Linked DNA regions of Sus scrofa: region 2 is linked to region 1. A link is a contact called in public promoter capture Hi-C data. All regions are on one chromosome and are shown on one strand. Each heading gives the region's core, a stretch centred on a gene start, on an enhancer-like site or on the middle of the called end of the contact. The rest is flanking DNA. Distances are from core to core; before and after follow the strand shown. Region 1 holds the start of EIF3J (eukaryotic translation initiation factor 3 subunit J). Region 2 holds the start of CASC4 (protein CASC4).

The links. Promoter capture Hi-C pulls out the DNA fragments that hold promoters and counts their contacts.
Region 2: a promoter capture Hi-C map of liver shows a contact between it and region 1, with 4 times the contacts expected there. The contact joins the promoter of CASC4 here to the promoter of EIF3J in region 1. A contact is called at or near these places in 2 of 5 promoter capture datasets (fetal liver and liver) and 2 of 2 datasets of contacts at active chromatin or transcription factors (alveolar macrophages and skeletal muscle).

The regions. Positions count from the first base shown.
Region 1 is chr1:127,016,947-127,021,299 of Sscrofa11.1, reverse strand. It overlaps EIF3J (eukaryotic translation initiation factor 3 subunit J), which reads left to right and starts at 2,036. Exons shown (of 8, transcript XM_003121533.6): 1 at 2,036-2,218; 2 at 2,304-2,407. The coding sequence starts at 2,170.
Region 2 is chr1:127,236,345-127,240,697 of Sscrofa11.1, reverse strand. It overlaps CASC4 (protein CASC4), which reads left to right and starts at 2,210. Exons shown (of 10, transcript XM_021096541.1): 1 at 2,210-2,860. The coding sequence starts at 2,534.

The DNA of each region.
Region 1 (4,353 bases), core at 787-3,286:
CAAACAAAAAAACATATTCACGGCAACAACTAGACTACTGTTTAACCCAAAACAGTACCATGGCCTACCCCAACTGACACAAAATTAATCACCAGTCACTAAATTCTGTTGATTCTGACTTTTAATTATTTCTCACATTGATTCCTTCATCTCTATTGCCATTGCCTTACTTTAGGGTTGTAGTCTCACTTCATAAAATATTTACTAATGTATTAGATACTGTGCCAAATGCTGGAGATAAAACTTTGAATAAAAACAGATTGTGCCCTAGGTACCTTACATTCTTCCTAGCCTTTCCTTGCCACCAGTCTTGCCTCCTTCCAATCCCTCTTTATAAAGGGATTAAAGCCTCTCATGCTTCACAGTCATCCACAGATTTTTTTTTTTTTTTTTCTTTTTAGTGCCAGACCTGTGGCATATGGAAGTTCCCAGGCTAGGGGTCCAATCGTAGATACAGTTGCTGGCCTATGCCACAGCCACAGCCACACCAGGTCAGAGCAGCAACTTCGACCTAAACCAAAGTTTGCAGCGACAGCAGATCCTTAACCCACTGAGCGGGGCCAGGGATCCACCTGGCAACCTCATGGGTACTAGTCAGGTTCTTAACCCACTAGACCACAAAAGGAACTCCCCATCCTCAGATCTTCTTAAAAGGCAGATTCTGATTCTGGGCTGGGATCTAAGATTCTACATTTCTAACAAACTCCCAAGTGTGGCTGATCAGGAAAAAACTTTGAGTAACTGGGCTGCAGAATATCTTTTGGAAGACCATCTTTATAAAATGTGGTCTATTTGTAGACTCACTGAAAAAGATACATAAGAAATGGGGAACACTGGTTGCCACCAGAAAGAACATAATGGCTGATCATCCTATATACCCATTTGAATGAATGTTGTACCAAGTACGTATGTTACATATTCAAAACTAAGAAATTAAGAAAACAACAAAAACAAAAATATGTTTAACAGCTCACCTTTTAAAATCCTGAAGTGGAGCTCAGTGGCCCAAGCTAGGTGCAGCTTAGCTCATCTTAAACCCTTTAGTATTATAAATTTATCTTTTCAGCTTATCTCTGATTGCGCCATTCAGTCAGAACAGGGACCACAAGCATAAAAGGCACTGAACACATTTCACTTGGTTGGTCTTTAAAACTCTTTATCGGCCTCACTTACCCTCAGGTAGCCTTTCATATATCCTACCTCTCTTCTCTGCGGTTAATGCTATCCTTTTACACTAAACCTCACAATGCCTTTTTGTTGCAGTCATCTCACTGTGTCGAAATTTGTTTATATGTCTATACTTGAGTGAGCGAGGACAAGGCTAGAGCTTACGCTTAGCGCAGATCGAGTTCCGAAATTATTCTGCGAAAAGAATGAATAATGTATTGACTTCAGGGGGCTCACAGGAAGGAAAAATTCTTGAACATGGGGACTCCCTTCCATATCTTCGTGACTACCTGGAGGCAAACGTGCCAGGAGCTGACTGAACACCCTGACTGGGAAGACTGCCAGGAGCTTGGCCCTCTCTATTCGCTTCTTCCTGGCCGCCCCATGCACCACCGGCTTCCAGAGGGATCCCGCCTCGTTCCGCCAGCGACCGCACCCTCCTGGGGTCGGGGAGCCAGGCGACTGCCGCCACAGGCGGGCTCGGCGTTCAGAGCCCACTTCTGAGTGCCGCGTGGAGAGGCTGCGGGTTTCCTTGGGACCAGCCAGAGGCCAAGGGTGGCGATCCATGTGAACAGAAGGAGGGCGCACCCGACCGGTCCGGGCGGGTATGGGTTAGGATGGCAAGGGCAGGAGAGAGCCAAGCACCGGGAAAAGGACTGCCCTGCTAACTTCGCCGCACTTACATTTTTCTCCCCAGGGCGTAGGGTGGCTGCCTCCTAGCCTCTTCCTCTCTCCCCACCCCACTAGCAGACAGGACCACCCTGCTGGGTGCGTGGGGTACTGGACGCTCCGCCTCGCCCACCGCGTTCCACGCCCCCTTCCCGCCCGCGAGAGCATCGCCGCCGCCGCCGCCGCCAGAGGGGGAGGAGCCTGGGCCCCGGCGTTAAGTCAGCCACAGTCCCAGCCTGCCCCGCGCCGGCAAACGAGAGCAGATCCAGTGACTCACTGCCGCGCTAACTCCTCGCTCGCTGTCGCCTCACACACGCTCATACCCGGCGCGAGATGGCGGCGGCGGCGGCGGCAGCAGCGGCGGGGGACTCCGATTCTTGGGGTGAGGAGAAGTTCCGGGGGTAGGCCGGGGCTGGCGCCAGCCCCACGCCCAAGCAAGCTTTAACACAGCTCGCTCTCTTCCGTAGACGCAGACACGTTCTCCGTGGATGACCCAGTGCGGAAGGTGGGGGGCGGCGGCACCGCCGGCGGGGACCGCTGGGAAGGCGAGGACGAGGACGAGGACGTCAAGGTGGGTGCGGGTCGGGGCTCCGGCCAGCGCGGGAGCGAGCTGGCGCCGTCGCGGGCCGGGGTGCTCGCCGAGGGGCGGTCGGTCGGACGGACTCTGGGCCCAGAGGCGCCGCCCCGGCCTGCGGGCTGTGGGTCTAGGCGCAAGCGTAGGGCCTGGTGGTGCCCTGTTCCCCTCGCTCGCCGGCCCTGGGGGCCGGAGGCCGATAGCGTGGTCTCTCGGATTTCCTTGGCGAGGACGCCAGCCCCATCCCTTTGAAGGACCGCACTCCGGCCTGGATCCCACTCGCCAACTGGCGACGGGAGGTGACAGCAGAGGCTGGACCGGCCCACGTGCAAACTTCGCGGTCCGGAGCTGCTCTTCAGTGGTGAGACTGGGAAGTTGAGGATGGAGCCTCTGGCTTATCCCATATGGAAAGTCTTGCACCCCATTGCTTTTTCGAGCTCAGGTTTCCCCAGGCCAGTAACTCATTTACATCCCAAGCTTCATTTGAAGAGTTTGTTCGAGCTGTTAGAGGAGTGAAATATTATGATTTAATTTCAGCCACCTTTTTTTCCCCCCACGCAAATGAAAGAATTTTTAGCTTCCTTTCTCCCACCCTATGGTAAAAGGGTGAACTGAGTATTGAGATAGCTAGCAGTTAGTGGTCAGAAACCTGGGTAGTCCACACAGCGACCTGAAAAATGGAGAGGTTTACAGAGTGAGTTTTTAATAACCTACACACGAAAGCATAAGGAAATAATGAAGATTTGAAGGTTGGAGAAGACGAGGGAGACAGTGATTTTTTGTGTGTTTTTCCTATGCCTTATAGATTTGAACCCAACTTACTCTCGCTGTTTGTTTATGAAAACTCCTGGGGGCTCATCATAAGACTTCAGATGACATTATGACTACTGCGTTTTGTTTTTGTTTTTGTTTTTGTTTTCAAGTATCTACAGAGTCTCAAGGGTGGAATGTTAAGACTTATTAACTAAGTTCTCAAATACTTCATTTTTGTGAAAATCAAGTTTTGTATGATTTGGAAATTTTTTTTATGGTTTTGATTCATTTGGTGAATGTTTACCCTTCAGCTCACTTTGACAACCCTACAAGTCCTTCTGCTTGTGTTGAAAAAAATTTAAGCTAGATAATCACTATGAGCTTCATATTAATATTGCCTTTTTTAGATTGTACCCTTTTCTCCTGAATCTGATGAGGTGGATGTTCAATTCATTGAATTGCCTGAGGTTCAAGTATGATTTGAGTTTTGCAGACCTTGGGATTAATAAATGAGCAATAGTATTGTGAAGATACTTAGATGCTTCATTTACATGTTGTGTAGACATGAGAATGGATTGTGTTAGCCTCATTGCAAGATACTAGTTACCTCCCTACGTGGTGGCAGATTTTCTGTCTTGAACCTTTAGTTCAGATTTATCCTTTTACTTTTTCTGTGCATAGTGGTTGTAGGAGTTAAGACATCTGTTAAGAAAATTAGGAATGAGTGAGAAGAAACAACTAGAGAAATCAGGAAAGAATTACCAAAATACGAAGTTTGAATAAAGTAGTCTGGATTAATATCATGAGGTAGCGTGCCTGAAATTATTTGATATAAATGCCATCAATCCTGATAAATACAGTTCTAGCCACTTGAAATTAATTTTGGACATTTTTAATTGGTGAGGGACCATAAAGATCATCTTGTCCAGTCATTTTTAAGTGCAGAATTTCTTTCTTTTATACAAATAGCGTACTTCTTTTACAGAAACTTTGATGTAGATCTTGGAATAGAAAGCTGAACTTGTTCATTTTATTTCCATGTTGAAATATTGGTTTATTTCTGTTTAGTTTCTCCAAAGATTTCTAAGATAAGGTATCCATGGAGTAGTTTGATTCCTGGAATTTGGAATCAGACAGACCAGAATCTATGCTGTTGTCTTGACATTTTCTATAAAGAATTTTTAAATTTT
Region 2 (4,353 bases), core at 961-3,460, 220 kb before region 1:
ACAGAGTGCTACTATCATTACATCATATCAAGGGTACATATCAACATGACTTATCAATGTTGTTGTTAACCTTGATCACTTGGCTTAAGGAATAGACTTTACCTCGAATTGTTTAATGCCTAATCTAGAAGCATCTATATGAAGGCACATATGCACTGTCTTCATGATATCTCCATTAGGGGGAAGAGCTTGAAGGGGTAACCATCAAAACAAAAAAATTTTTTTCAAGCTTCAACACTGCTTTTTTTTTTTTTTTTTTAATGTCTTTTCCAGGGCCACACCCACGGCATATGGAGGTTCCCAGGCTAGGGGTTGAATTGGAGCTGTAGCTGCTGGCCTATACCACAGCCACAGCAATGCCAGATCCGAGCTGCTGCATCTGCGACCTACACCACAGCTCATGGCAACTCTGGATCCTTAACCCACTGAGCAAGGCCAGGTATTGAACCCGCAACCTCATTCCTAGTCAGGTTCGTTAACCACTGAACCACGATGGGAACTCCAACCCCGTCATTTATTAGATGTATGATTTTGAGCAAGTTACTTCCATATCTGGAAAATGGAATAATAGTACTAAGTAGATAGTTCTTTAAGCGTCTGATGAAAAAATATATGTGAATGTTTTGTAAATAATATATTTTGCATGCCAGAATTCCATAAAAAACGCTTTAGGAAAGAGTAACATCTTAAGCAGTTAACATCATTTTATAGGTTAATTTTTAACTGCTGGCTAAGCAAAGCAAGGCCAACTTCCTTATGAAGTTGAGGAAAGAACAGGTGGATCCATTACAGTCAGGGTTTTCCCATTTTTGCCTTGCTCCTTTTTGCCAAAGTCTGCTTGTCTTTTGAGACTTGAGATTTCTTAGATCTTATGCCAGAGCAAAGGGCTCAAGTTTGATGTGAAGTAAATATTAATAATGTTGGTGGTGTTTTTCTGTATCTCTGAGAGAGAAATCATCATTCTTTGAAGGTGCAATAATTCTTCCAGGCTACCCTAGGACTATTAGGCAAGTAACTTTATTTTTGAAATGGACGGGAATACTAATTATTCAAAGATGACAAATCTTCCTGCCTCAACATCATACCACTCTGATTCAAATGAAAATACCAAAGTTTTTGTGTTTGGGGGGTTTTATGCTTATGGAAGTTCTTGATCCTGAGGTCTGAAAAATAAAGGGACTCCATTTTCTCCTTAAACAGGATAGCATCAATAACTTTTAAAACTTTTATGCAAGAAATATGCAAAAGAGGTTACTTTTTCTGCATCACTGTAATTAATGGCGAACATATAGCAGCAGTCAGCCTGGTGTAATGCAAACAGCAATGATGTTAGAGACCAGTGACCAGACTCAAGACTGGTTTTGTCTCAAACAAGATATGGCACTTTGAGAAAGTTTCTGGTATATTTTTGTGTGTTGGATTCCTCATCTGTAAAACTGTGTTGTTGAGAGATAAAGAGATTAAGCATGCAAAAACAATTTGTAAGACAGCTATCACATCAACTCCAAAACGTGCTTGCTGTCAGTATCAGCGTTAAGTTATCATTCATTGTGGGCAGCTTTTGGACTTTCTACTTGGAAGCCCAGCTCCAGGCAAAAGCAGCAGTGAGTTTAAGAACAGGGGCTCACACAATTCTGGAATTCTTTCCCTTGGTGGAGGCAGTAACCTTGGAAAGCGGGCTGGAACCACCCTCTTTTAGTCCTAAAGCTTAGTTTCTCTGGCTTTTCTCCTTAATGTTCGGGGCACCGCTATTTTATGGCATTTTTTTTTTTAGTTGTTATTTTTTCCTCCACATTGTTAGCACAAGCGAGAAAATCTACTGAAGCAAGTACAAAATCTTTCCAGTCGCCCTTTCTGCCCGCAGCTCACCTATGTGTTCCCTACATAGCGGTCGCTGCCTCAGATGTCCTCAAAAACAAAAAACTCTCACGAGGGACAGAGCAGGATAGGCATTCCTAGACCCCGGGGCAAGGGAATTGAGCAGGTAAAAGCTGAAGGGGATCCGATTCAGGTACACGAGCTAACCCAAGTCGCCAAAATAAATACAACACTCTTCCTGACAGGGATAACCCTCGCGAGATAAGACTGCGAAGATCGAGAGCAGCCCACTTTCTCGCGAGAAGAGGGGGTGTTGGCGGAAACTAGGAAATGGCCCCCTTGGCGACCCGGACTCAGACAATGGGCGGGGCCCGAGTTAAATCCACCCCCTTCCGGCTCTTTTCCCCGCCTCCTAACCCTGAGGTGTTGGACCTCGGGTGCCAGCGGCTTGCTTCTCCGGTTCCGCCCAGCTGTTGCAGAATCTAATTCAAAGCCTCGGGAAAGCGCGTCGGCCGGATTTGAGGAGAGGGGGCGGGGAGGGTCCAGCGGCTTGCGGCCCCGCCCCCTTCTCCGGCTTACAGGCGGACGATTCCGCCCGCCTCCTCCTTCAGCTGGCCCTGGGGCTGCGTCCCCCAGGCAACTCGGCAGCCGCGGCCTGAGCTTCTGCCTGCAGGTGTTGGCGCTGAGGCTCCCGGGCACAGCCTGCTTCGGCTCCATGGTCGGTTTCGGGGCCAACCGGCGGGCGGGCCGCCTGCCCTCCTTCGTGTTGGTGGTCCTGCTGGTCGTGATCGCTGTCCTCGCCTTCAACTACTGGAGCATCTCCTCCCGCCACGTCCTGCTTCAGGAGGAAGTGGCCGAGCTGCAGGGCCAGGTCCAGCGCACAGAGGTAGCCCGCGGGCGCCTGGAGAAGCGCAATTCGGACCTCCTGCTCTTGGTGGACTCGCACAAGAAACAGATTGACCAGAAAGAGGCCGACTACGGCCGCCTCAGCAGCCGGCTGCAGGCCAGGGAGGGCCTCGGGAAAAGATGCGAGGATGACAAGGTAAGGACCAGTCCTCTCCCCTCAATTCCCATATATATATTTTTTTCAGCTTCGTGGTGGGGTTGTTTAGCCTGATCCCGGTTGCCTTATGCCTTCCAGAATTGCAGCCTCGGAGGCTACCCTTACCGCTAACAACCCTATTTCTGTTAGACCTTAGCCAGTTTATCACCACCACATTTTCCGGTCCCTTCCAGACGAAACTAGCTCTAAGTTCTGGTTCTCAAGAGTGGCCTGTGTGTGGATGCCGCCTTTTCTCCAAGCTCAGCTGCTGAGCTGGCAGTTGTAAACATTTGGCCTATGTGGCCGGCCGCCTTACGTTTACAGATGGACAGATCTGGAGAATGCTAGGTTTGGTGTATTATTGCCTTATCTTTTATTCCGTGCACACCGATCATTATCAATTTCTTTATTTAAAGAATGGGGCCTCCTCTAACTACTTATTATTACTTAAATATATGGTCACCATATATTTTTCGACTATCTCTATAGGGCTCTGTATTAAGCAGTTAAAGATCAGCTATTACTGCCTTTTTTTGTGACGATAATGTTCTGATGGATGGGTTCTGGAACCATATATGAGCCATACTTGTGACTTGGACATATTTAATCAAAAATTATCTACACAATTTGAATTCTTAATGAATTAGCCAAAAAGATAGAATCTAAAAATATGTTCTAAGCCAACAGTCTTATGTCATTTTCCTCACTGATATTGAAAGGAAATAAAAAAATGAAATTTTGTATGCTTAAGTAGCTATTAGGGTTGGTGTTTTACTGGGTGGACAGCCATACAAAGTTTAAATTTAAAAAGTTTAGAGCTAGACTGGAACTAGACCCGGTACTGAATAGTCTTTGTTCTCACCAGAGTATTGGGAATTATGTTATTAACTTATGAATTATAATATTAACTTCTTAACATATATAACTATATATGTTTATTATATTATTAACTTATGTCCTATGCAACTTCTGTTGATATACTAGAGTGTGAAAATTTTTAGGTAGAATAAGTAGATGTCTTCCATTCTGGACCCTTTCTTGGTAATCTTCACATTGTTTTTTGTGTGTTCCTGTTATTATTATTATAAGTTTTTATATTGTATATTAAAATTATTTGTAGTAAGTCATTTTAAATTAAAATCTCCTGAGCTCCAGTTTCCTTATTGTCACCAGCCTCTATCTTACTTCTTATTTCATGAAGATTGAGACCCTCAGGTAAGTGCTTTTTTAATAATTTACACCTTCACATTAATATAGGCAGCTTCTGAGAAGAGCAACAGGTCGGCAAATTTATAAGCATACTACATACTGAATTCTATAGACTGAAAAATTCTCTTGGATGGAGTAGGCAGAAATCCATGAAATTTCAGAGTATTGAAATGAGGTCTTCAGACTTTAATGGTTAGGCTTTATTATTCAAATTCTCTCCAGTCTGGGAAAAAAAGGTAAGTATTCCGGTAATTTATACTCTGGATTCCATTTCTTTCATCTCT